2 separate regions of the Xenopus laevis genome follow, and region 1 is linked to region 2. Evidence: chromatin contacts called from public Hi-C data. All regions are on one chromosome and are shown on one strand. Each heading gives the region's core, a stretch centred on a gene start, on an enhancer-like site or on the middle of the called end of the contact. The rest is flanking DNA. Distances are from core to core; before and after follow the strand shown. Region 1 holds the start of chchd10.L (coiled-coil-helix-coiled-coil-helix domain-containing protein 10, mitochondrial). Region 2 holds the start of rnf126.L (ring finger protein 126 L homeolog).

What was found. Hi-C and Micro-C count contacts between places; a contact is called where the count stands out from the background.
Region 1: a Hi-C map of the XL177 cell line shows a contact between it and region 2, with 2.7 times the contacts expected there. The contact joins the promoter of chchd10.L here to the promoter of rnf126.L in region 2. A contact is called at or near these places in 2 of 4 Hi-C or Micro-C datasets (the XL177 cell line and the XTC cell line).

What each region holds. Positions count from the first base shown.
Region 1 is chr1L:115,491,175-115,497,331 of Xenopus_laevis_v10.1, forward strand. It overlaps chchd10.L (coiled-coil-helix-coiled-coil-helix domain-containing protein 10, mitochondrial), which reads right to left and starts at 2,671. Exons shown (of 4, transcript XM_018256172.2): 1 at 2,515-2,671; 2 at 1,813-2,026. The coding sequence starts at 2,558. LOC108713230 (kelch-like ECH-associated protein 1A) reads left to right here and starts at 2,674. Exons shown (of 7, transcript XM_018256117.2): 1 at 2,674-2,807. It overlaps LOC108713257, which reads right to left. Exons shown (of 3, transcript XM_018256162.2): 3 at 4,932-6,157. The coding sequence ends at 6,157.
Region 2 is chr1L:115,333,015-115,338,844 of Xenopus_laevis_v10.1, forward strand. rnf126.L (ring finger protein 126 L homeolog) reads right to left here and starts at 3,991. Exons shown (of 9, transcript NM_001086409.1): 1 at 3,744-3,991. The coding sequence starts at 3,818.

The sequences.
Region 1 (6,157 bases), core at 1,421-3,920, 160 kb after region 2:
GCATTAGTTGTACCTTCATTTGGCTAAAAATGCATTATGTTGATTAGGAAAAGGGAAACCACTCTTAAAGGACAAGGAAAGGCAAAAAAATAAAATCCCATTTTTACTTTCTTTAATGAAAAAGAAACCTATCTCCAATATACTTTAATTAAAAAATGTGTACCCTTTTTAGCAGAAACCTGACTGTATGCAGTGAAATTCTCCCTCCATTTACTGCTGTGGATAGAAATTGTCAGATGGTCCCTAACTGCCGAGCAGGGAAAAAATCATACTTATGAACAGCAGAGGGAGCCCCGCCTTACTTCCCAGCCATGCAGAACTCTAGCAGCTTTGTTAATGACGATCCCTAAGCATCCCAGACCACACTGAGCATGTGCAGGGTCAGGCAAAGATGTTTAACAAAGTTACAAGAGGACATCCCCCTGCGGCCAACTTTGAAAGCATAAATCATTTGTTTTATTAGGCTTCTGGTGCAGTAAGTTCATGCTTATGTTTAGTATACAAAATACAGCATTTCTTATTCTATTTTAGACTTTCCTTGTCCTTTAACATACAGCTATACCATAATTATCCTTTATCTCTGAAGAAACCCTTGTTTTATGATTGTATTAAAAACGCCTTCAAAATATTATCCCACATTAAAATAATTAAATTAGGGTTCAATTAATTAGACTTTCACAGCAATTAAAATCAAGGTGCAAAGCCAATCTATTGACCTGTGTATATTTCAGCTAATAGAACTATTAAATTAAAACAGAGAACATTTTATGAGCTTATTTCATGATTCGCAATATTTAATAACCCAATTAACCATATACACTGATTAGTTTTAAAGTGACGTGCTCGCAAATATATCACAGTGACTTAATTTGTGGTGTCTTAGAGACCAAATTTCATACTGTGATAATTAATCTTACCGTGTGCTTTGCACTTAGAGATTAATTAACACAGTATGAAATTTGGTTTTTAAGACACCATGAATTATGTCACTGTGATGTAGTTGCGAGCACATTTCACTTTAAAACTAATCAGTGTATATTGAGTTATCAAATATTGTGAATCATGAAATACGTTCATGAAATTTTCTCTTTTTAATTTAATTTAGTTCTATTAACTGAAAATATTCACAGGTCAATAGATTGGCATTGCACATTGATTTTAATTGCTATGAAAGTCTCATTAATTGAACAACCCTGATTATTATTATGTGGGATAATTTTATGAGGGTTTTTTCACACTCATAGAACAAGGTTAATTTTCTTCTTTCTAATAAAAAATGCATTATGGGCACACATATTGTATATATATATATATATATATATATATATATATATACAATAATACAGGTATAGGTTGTTCAGTAGGACTACATGTATATATGATCATGTTCTCCTGACGATTCATTATGCCCCAATTAAAAGTACTTTAGGGTTAAACAGAGACTACAGGGGTATGATGTAAGTGATTAAACCTTTCCTTTTGAAGTACTTTGAAGTCGAAAATATACTATACTATGCAAAATATATTTCCCTGATTTTACATTTTCACCGATTTTACACCATTTTTTAATGGTCACTGTAAGACGTAGACGTTCTGCAGTATACCAAGTTACAATACAGCATTATAGTATCTTAGGGAGCCACCAATACTAATGCAGTGGGCCACCATTCATAACATATATGTCTGACCAGCAAATATATACTAAATAAACAATTTAATTGTGACAGTATGTACACACGCTATTTTACATGAATCTGTACAGCACTACAGGCAATGTTGTTGACAAGAAAGCAAATTACATATTGTACTGACCTGTGTGGCTGGCTTTGCTGGTTCTGAGCTGCTACCACTGAAAGCCCCAGTAAGTGCACCCCCAATGACATGCCCCACTGCTGATCCCACAGCTACTCCTGCTGCAGTAGTAGCCATCTGGGCCATCAACCCAGGGCCCTGTGACGGAGCAGGGGCTGATGAAATAGCTGAAGGTGGTGGAGGTGCAGGGGCAGGAGTATGAGAAGGGGCATGGCTGTGTGAGAAAACAACAGAAGAAAGATCTATGTGACACAATACTCATTAGCTGGGCAATTAAGACACACCAAAAAAAATCACATTCCTAAACAACATTTACATGATAGGTCTAGCATACAGGACTGGAATAAACTACAGAGCTCTGATGCAGAAATATTATGTTGTCCCATTTCACAGACAACTTGTGGAAATCATTCTGCATTTATAAGCCACATAGCTAAGATTTAAATCATGCTGCATATCCTGCACTGTTAGTAGCTCTGCCCTCTGGATGCTGTTAATATGACAGTAAACTATTTTAGGTGCTGCTTAATTTAAGAAGGCTTTGCAATTTAATTGCTAAATCATTATGCAACATACTTTAAAGGTCACATTAACATCCACATTTATATGACAATAAAACAAGGCACTAAAATCATTTTACGTTGGTATGCCACAAACACAGCAAAGGTCTGTTAAATGTGCTTTTAATTCCACTTTTATTACCTAGGCGCCGTGCGAGAGGGGACACTTCGGCCACCACGAGCCATTAGTGCGTCTGCTTGAAAGTCAGCTGTCTAAGTGACACTGATCGCTCCCGTGCCTTTCAAAGGACGTACTTGTTCCCAGAAGCCTCCTTTTGGGAAGGCAGCGCCTTCTGATGACGTACGATTTGCAAGTGCTCTATTCTTAGTAACATCGCAAATCAATGCGGTGCGCCCAATGAGAAATGAGACAGAGGGGGAAGATTGGAACATAAGTGGCCAGGATGAAGTTGTGACTGCAGGATCCTTGGATGTGTGAGTGAAACAACATACCTTCGAATATTTTGGAAATAAAAAGAGGGACAAAAAAGTTGCAGCGCATAGTGTGGCGAAATTTTTTGACCACGCCCATTTTTGTGGCCACACCCCCTAATTACTATGTTCCTTTTACAAAATTTGGCAGGTTATGAAAGTTTGAACATATTTCTGTGGGGTTTTTTTTCCAGTTATTATAGTTTTGCTAATGAAGGTGAATTGCCCTTTAAGCTGTGAGTCTAACTTTTCCCAAGGGACCTGTTATCTTATATTGTTACAATTACTTATCTAGATACATTTGAATTGTTACAAATGTATCTAATCTTCTAATGTGGCTGTTCTGGGCTCTCCGCCAAAAGCCAATTAAGTTAGAAACTTTGTTTCTTTTTCTGGCTGTTCAGGACAGAGAAAAACATGACAAACGAGGGACTGCAGGTTGAGCTGTCAAAAGAGCCTCTAAAAACGGGACAGTTGGGAGGTATGAAACAACTGGCGCATCTGCATTGTTTCCTTAGGAGAGCACACATAGGAGACTGATTTCTCCTGAGGACGTCTTAAAATGCTTTCCGTAATACCCAGTCTAAAAAATCCATGTTGCTAAACATTCTTTGTCATGCTCTCTACTCGCTTCTCAATCCGTCCATCTTGCCCCTGTAATACTAAGCAACGTCTCATAATACATTATCTTAAAGGAGAAGGAAAGTCTTCTTCCACTTGGGGGTGCCAAATGTTAGGCACATCCAAGTGATTGTATTTACTTACCTGAAACCCCGGGCCAGTGCTCCTACCAGCAGAAAACTGCACCGGCCCAGGGTTATACCAGCGAGCACCACGGAGCGATCCACTTCCGTCATCTTCTGTCTTCAAATTTCTGTACTGTACTGTAGGTAAGGAACCAATCAGCAGCTAGCAGGAACTGATAGGGAACAAAAGCCTGTATGTGCTTGTGTGACTGCAGGGCTGTGATTGGCTGTCCCCCTCCTACTGTGCTTCTGGCAGGGATCGTTCGGACACGGCTACCCCTCATTTGAAACACATACAGGGACCAGAGAACATCTATAGAGAGCACCAATAAAGGGCAGATTCTTAAAGATAATATACATTTATGGCACCATGTAAAAGCAACACCATATATTACTTATAATTGCCTACAAAATTAGGGTTTTTTCATTTATCCTATATGTCTCCTTTAACAATTTTTGATTTTTAGGTATTTGTAAATGAAATTGCTTGACTAGAGTTGTGCTGACTTTTTCAATAGCAAAACTATTTACAAATAGCTTTAATATAAATTGTTTTATTACCACATATTTGATTAGAATTTCATTTTATTTTCACATTAAAAAAAAAAAATATATATATATATATATACACACACACATTCTTGTGATAATTGGTAAATATATTTATACAAAAATAAGGCCCGATTGATCCCCTATAAAGAGGGTAAGGACTTCTGATTACTCACTGACTTCTTATTGAAAATGTAACATTAGCCAGTTGAGTACACCTATTGGCTAGCAAAGAATGATAGAAGTAACCAGTATTTTGCTAAGTAATATCATAAAAAGCATGAGGTTCACACATAACAATCAAGGGCTTTAAAACGTTGATTAAATTATCTTCATAATGGCTGAAGAGATCAGAAGGGCAGAGAATAACAACAGTGCTCCTTATAATGCCAAACTGAAAAAGCTGCACCAATCAAAGTTGAGTAAATAAAAATAAATACCAAAAGTTTGCTACTGGTCTAGTAGCCTATAGCTACCAATTAGAAGATAGCATTTTCCAGTCATTTTGGTTGCTTTTGAAGAATAGACCTGTTGGTTGCTTTTGAAGAATAGACCTGGACAAATAAACTTTGCTTACAGTATTCCTCACCCTAACCTCTTCACTTCATCTGTTTAATTACCTTACACTGCAAGATCAGCTGTAAATCTTCTAAGACTACCATTACCAACATTATGCTTTGGTTTCAAGGTAGTTAGGACAAAATAGAACAAAATGATGTCTCAGGGTAATCAGTAGTTTGAAAGACTCTTGCTCCCTAAAGCTACTGATCATTTATTTTTCGGTATGCCACAATTCCAATGTGGGTTAAAAGCCAATGATCGCCAGCAAATGTATTATTTTAATCTTTATTCTTATAATCATCAGTAACATGCACAGATTTTTTTTTAGATACATAGGATCTAGGACCTCTTCCCACTAGAGATTAAAATTTAATAAGACAAAAAATAGCATTTTGCATTGTGCTTCTTGTTCTTCATTAGAATTTTTTACGCACAAATATAATTATTTTTTTATTGACACATTTTATTACATTCATTGGTACACTGGATCAAACTATAATGGTTGCTAAAAAGCACTGTGCATTTTATTTTTGTTTTTAACGACTTATAATACATTACCCCAGAAACCTGGTACCTACGGTGCAGAAATAAATGACTTGAACAATACCACAAAGGGCTAAAATGGGTATTATTAACCAGAACTGAACAGAGGTCTCCCTGACTCAGAGTCTATTGACTTTATAGGTAGAAAAGGAGATTTGCCCCGGGCCTCCATTTCACATTGTGACAGGGTTTACTTTAGTTGTAATTTAATAACCACAGTTTGTAGTTCAGCCATGGACACCAGAAATATTGCTCTCATTAGAGAACAGAGGACAATGAGGAAACAAGCGTCATAATAAAAATGCTGGGCCTTGCCGCAGATTATAACAAAGACACATGGCACACATACACAATAGTTAGAATGCTATACTTTTTACTAAAATTGTGCTCATTTTAGCTCAGAAGAGAATGGCTTTGCATACTGCCCTCTTTCAGCAATGAGCATTTTTCTCATATGCAAATAAATGACAATAAATGAACTTTGATTTTTACCCATATATGTGTCACAACTCCAAAAACTTCAGTTTGTCTTACTTTATAAAGAAGGTTTATTTATTGCGAGGATTCCATAAGTGCTTATCAAATCAAATGTCCATTTGCACTTGAAATGATTTCATGGTGACAACTTGCTTAATTGTCTAGGGCATATATGTGGCTGGGTTCTGGTTAAATGTCTTCTTCTCAACAGTTTGCTTTATTTTCACTGGACAAACAATATTGTTTCAATATTTCAAGCTAAACACATAATTTGTATAGGAAATGCATTTATATGTATTAGTGCTATTTGGCTAAACAGCTGCCACAGCAGAAGTACGACTTGTGTATTGTGCCTGTTGGGTCAAGTCTTTATAAAGGAAGATTTTTGGCAAGATTCAGAAAGGACTCATTCTCAACTGTTCTTGTCACATTTACAGTAGACAAGGTGGAATTATGAATTAGAAATGCTTCTGTGAT
Region 2 (5,830 bases), core at 2,741-5,240:
AGCAAACCTTGCTTATGTATATTTTTTCTTTAAAGCGCAGACATAAAAAAGGAGAACTCTTATTAGACCGTTCAGTTTGCAGTTCACTCCAGAGGGAAAGGCATCTAGATACCACTGTTAAACAGAGGGTTACTATTACATCTCAAGGTTATCTCTCGCAAATAATTAAGCATGCCTGCACACATGGAAAGCGGCTTAAAGGGATTCGGTCATGATATACATGATTTATTTTTCATTTCTAAATGACATACTTATACTGCAAATAATTCACTCTACAATATAAAATTTCATTCCTAACCCGACAAGTGTATTTTTTTAGCTGTAATATTGGTGTGTAGGCTGCCATCTCCGGTCATTTTGCCTGGTCATGTGCTTTCAGGAAGAGCCAGCACTTTAGCATGGAACTGATTTCTGGCAGGTTGTTGTTTCTCCTACTCAATGTAACAATGTGTCGCAGTGGGACCTGGATTTCACTATTGAGTGCTGTTCTTAGATCTACCAAGGAGCGGTTATCTGGTTACCTTCCCATTTTTCTGTTAGGCTGCTGGGAGGGAAAGGGAGGGTGATATCACTCCAAATTGCTATGCAGCAGTAAAGAGTGACTGAAGTTTATCAGAGCACAAGTCACATGACTGGGGCAGTTGGGAAATGGACAATATATCTAGACCCATGTCAGATTTCAAAATTAAATCTGTTTTCTCATTTGAGAAACGGATTTCAGTGCAGAATTCTGCTGGAGCAGCACTATTAACTGATGCATATGGGGGAAAAAAAAAATTCTCATGACAGCATCCCTTTAAAGAGACTTTGTGCATCCCATACAAAGATGCCACAAACAAAGAATAAACACTTGAGCACAACTGAACTCAACACTTTACTCTAATTACAAGCACTAGTCCTGTATTTCTTCCATTCTCACATTGAATCAAAACGAGGGGGTCTATCCAGTGTGTCACTCAAGAAAGGGCAGAAAAAATTGAAAAGGTGACCAAAGACTAGCCATCATCAAGATGGAATAATAATGTTATACTCGGAGATCCACACAGTCTATGGAGGCAACTAGCTTCATGATAATGAATTCAGATTTAAAACTAAAACTTACCTTATGTAATTAATAACATACGATTCCCCTCGCACGGGGATTATAATACAATTTTATAGATAGGGCAGCTTAGTGGAAAGTGCTGCAAATGGGCAATGTGCTACTCAAAAAACACAAGTTTGATGTGCCCGCTGTAAAACACACAGAACCAAACAAAGCTAGATTTTCAAATTCCTGCCAGCCAACACTGTGACCTTAGTAATGCAAGTTGCATTATAGAGAACGCAGCAATAGCTGGATTCCTACATCCACATATAATAAGAGATTGCAGACTAATTCTCTCAAATATAATAATAATAATAATAATTCATGGAAGACATACTGTATAGATAAGGATTAACTGTTCATCAAAGTTTCTCATAGATATTACTTCCATGCATATTTGTTCTCAAAGGAGTCGAAGATTTAATACTATCAACATACTATTTTCCACAAGCAACCCAAAATGAGAAACCCCAGTTAAAGGGGAACTCCACACAAACATAACTTAAGCTTTTTGAAAGGTAAACATAATTTCAAGCAACTTTGCAATGTACATCAATTAAAAAACATGCAGACTTTTCATGATTTTAAATGGTATCTGACAGTTCCCTAAGCCTAGCCCCCTGCTGTTCTGCTGATCTTTCTGACTACATTGCTGAGCTGGCTGACTACTGTTACTTTGTATCAACAGCCATCTGTCCTCAGCCTGCATCCTCCAAACCCCACAATTCCCTGCACATGTGATTTCAATAAGGAATGGAACATCACAGTGCAATGCATTGTGGGTTATGTAGTTCCTGCATGCTGTCTGTAAGCTGTGGAGTAGTTGTTACAATTTGTAACATCAGTGTTTAGTCCCTCCTTCCCTGCCAGGATTTCAAATGATGCAGAAAGAGAAGAACTGTTAAAACAGCTGGATTGCAGCATAGAAAATGGCATTTATTGTTATTATTACCGTTTATCTATATACCGACAGCATATTTCCCAGCTCTGTAAAGTATTATACAACTAAATCACATTAATTACATACATAGAACATATGGAGTCACATACATCACAACCAATACTGGTACAAAAAGGTGAGGAAGGCCCTGTGCAAAGGAGCTTACAATCTAAAGAGAAGGGAATAAAACACAAGGTGTGGGAGTGGGCAAGATCAGAATTAAGTGGGTGAGAGATGTAGTACTGTATGTGGTATTGCATTTGGTAGTTAAGCAGAGTGAGGGTAGGCGTCTCTAAAGAAGTGTATTCTTTTGAAAGCAGAAAGGTTGGGAGCAAGTCAGACAGACCGTGGGAGAGAATTCCAGAGGAGGGGTGAAGCCCTTGCAAAGTCTTGAATAGGGATGCACCGAATTTAGGATTCGGTTCGGGATTTGGCCAGGATTCGGCCTTTCTCAGCAGGATTCGGCTGAATCCTTCTGCCCGGCAGAACCGAATCCTAATTTGCATATGCAAATTGGGGGCAGGGAGGGAAATTGCGTAACTTTTTGTCAGAAAGCAAGGAAGTAAAAAATTAATTTGCATATGCAATTTAGAGTTCAGATTCGGCTCGGTATTCGGCCGAATCTTTTACGAAGGATTCGGGGGTTCAACCAAATCCAAAATAGTGGATTCGGTGCATCCCTAGTCTTGAATGCTGAGCATGTGAGGAGATAATGAGAGAAGAGTTGAGGAGCAGGTCAGTAGAGGAGCGAAGCAAGCAGTTGGGGGAGTATATAGAGATAAGATCAGAGATGTAGGGTGTAGGATACTTTTTGAAGAAACATGTAACTGTGATGGGTATGTTAGGGGTTTCTGTGCTACGTGGGCCTCTATCAAACTTTAGTTTGGAAGCCAGAGTTCCCCTTTTATATAATATTTAGGTAAAATGGTAATTGGAGATCCGGTTAGATAAAATCTTACTTTACCCCAAAAAGAAAAAATGTGACTATATGCAAGACATTTAAAGGAGATGTAAACCCAAAAATAAAACTGTGCCTCAAAGCAGCTTTCCGATATACAATCATGCTCTCGAGAGTTATTTTAAAAGTAATTGCTGTTGAAAGTAGTATTTTTTGGTCCCTTCAATAAACAAAAATTATCAGCCTTGCGTGTTGATCCGCTTGCTTCTGCTATATTGTTTCTAAGGGCAGAACTACAAGGAACAGTGACACTGATTACATGGGCAAATAATTTTAAAACCATTGGAAACGTGTAACGTATGCGTACTGAAAAGCTGGGTGAAATCACCATTCCTTCTGTTTGGCAGAATTTAATCTTTTAGTGTTTACATTCCCTTTAGCGAAAAGGGATCTAGTTAGTAACAGAACACGAACACATGGAATTGTAGTGGCTGGATGGCAGCTTCTAGCTTTTTCCAGGCGAGGAGAGGAGGTGTGTGTGTTTATGGTTGCCATAGTTAGCCTTTAACAGAGGTCAGTAAAGACATGTCTCAATGTCTGCAGCTGTGTAAGGCGACGCGCTGCCCGGTGCACTGTATAGCAGTGAGTGAATGGCTAAAATACCTATTCTGTGACACACGGCATGACCTCAAGCCATCTGGAAATTTCTACATTCAGTTCCCAGCGCAAGCTGAATAGTTACAATATGGTAGAGCGGAGTGGTTCCGATCTGTAGTGGTTTGCTCCCTGTCCAGCGACCCAAAATTCTATTCACTCACCGGGAGCCGCGGGGTAATCTCGGCCGTACAGCTATGACAGAAGTACCTCCCGGCCTTCGGTAGAGCCTCCGCCATTTTCCGCTGCCCTGGGATGACGTCAATGACGTCAGCACGCTGCGACCAGGCGAAGGAAAGAGAAAGGAGTCAAATCTCGCAGGGTAGCGGCTAGTTCCAATCCTAGGAAAGGACTTGACGTCACGGTCATGTGATACTACCATGTGACCGCTCCACTGCGGCTTACCTATTCGTTAGCGGCAAATTCAAACATGGGAAAGTGGTAATGGGTTCTAGTGGCGGGCTGCGGACTCTTGACAGGACCTGCAACTAAATTCCCAGGGTTGCCAACTTGTATTGTAGGTTTGGTACAGGTTGTAACCTCTACCTCAGGTTTTGGGCCAGTTCATTGTGTCGCTGGATGTTTGTAGGGATTGAAGGGATCACTGCCTCTGAATTTCTGTGGGGTGAGGGGGGAATCACAGTGAATTAATGTCAGCTAGACTGTATTCAATATTTACACACCCAAATGCAGCTACAAGATTGTTGTTGGAGCTGGGGGTTTTTTTTTACCATTCCTCTCGCACAATTACGGTGCAACAATGGCAAGATTAAAATGAAAGGCAAGACATACTGACACAGCTATAATAATAATATTATATTCATTAACCATAAACAGCTTTGCTTTTCTGCCATGCACTGAAAGTCTCCCTTAATGGAGAATAATGTAATGGACAACTTGGGAACAATAAATTGTATAGAAACTGTTGCCTTGGTGTTTCACGAGCTGACGGAAAATGTGGAGCGTCAAGTAATAGAACATGGGATAACGGTCATGAGAGGGACTTCTATTTAAGGAGAGGATCATTGCCCCTAAACAATTAAAGGACCAGTAACACCAAGTTAGCTTAACACTTAATTCCCTCCAAACTTGTATATAAGTCAGGCTTACTCTCCCCTTTGGTTTTCTTTTTAAATCTTGAGCTTCAATCTGACTTCCAAAGTGCTTCATAACAGAATGGGAAAAGGTGACGGCTGCTTGAATACCTCTGTGTGGTGAACCAGAAGTCAGCTTCACATGGATGACCTAAAGCACCTAAAGGGATACTGTCATGGGAAAAAATTATTTTTCAAAATGAATCTGTTAATAGTGCTGCTCCAGCAGACTTCTGCACTGAAATCCATTTCTCAAAAGAGCAAACAGATTTTTTTATATTTTATAAAAATTTATATTATTATTTAATTTTGAAATCTGACATGGGGCTAGACATTTTGTCAATTTCCCAGCTGCCCCTGGTCATGTGACTTGTGCCTGCACTTTAGGAAAGAAATGCTTTCTGGCAGGCAATTGTAACTGAATGTGTCTCAGTGGGACATGGGTTTTTACTATTGAGTGCTGTTCTTAGATCTACCAGACAGCTGTTATCTTGCGTTAGGGAGCTGTTATCTGGTTACCTTCCATTGTTCTTTTGTTTGGCTGCTGGGGGGGGGGAAAGGGAGGGGGTGATATCACTCCAACTTGCAGTACAGCAGTAAAGAGTGATTAAAGTTTATCAGAGCACAAGTCACATGACTTGGGGCAGCTGGGAAATTGACAATACTGCATGTACTGCAACTTGGCAGTACATTCCTGCAATAAATACACTATGATTTTATAAGATACATTGTGCTCTCTGGGTATTACTTTCTAAACATGTGAAATTTCTGCAATTGTACATGGGAACTGCAGCCTGTTGAGAGGCACTGAACATATATCCAAATAAACTCAGTATTAATTGGATACAGATACCTAGATATTACACTTATACAGGGTATCACCTGAAAATGGGTTTCTGATGGCAGTCCTGACCCCCAATCAACTAACACATGTGGGTGTCAAAGTGCCTAAAATCTCCAAATATGCCATCTCTAATGGGAGTGAGGCCATAAAAACTTATAGTTATAAGGCAATGGGTGTTTGGTTTACTTGTTGTTGCATTTGAAGCATTAGACAATTTTTTCTGGCTCTGCTGTAAATGCCAATGGTCATTTGCAAACTGTCATTTTCCAACAGTCGCAATCATCCTAGCAACAGTCAGTGGCCTCAGCACTAG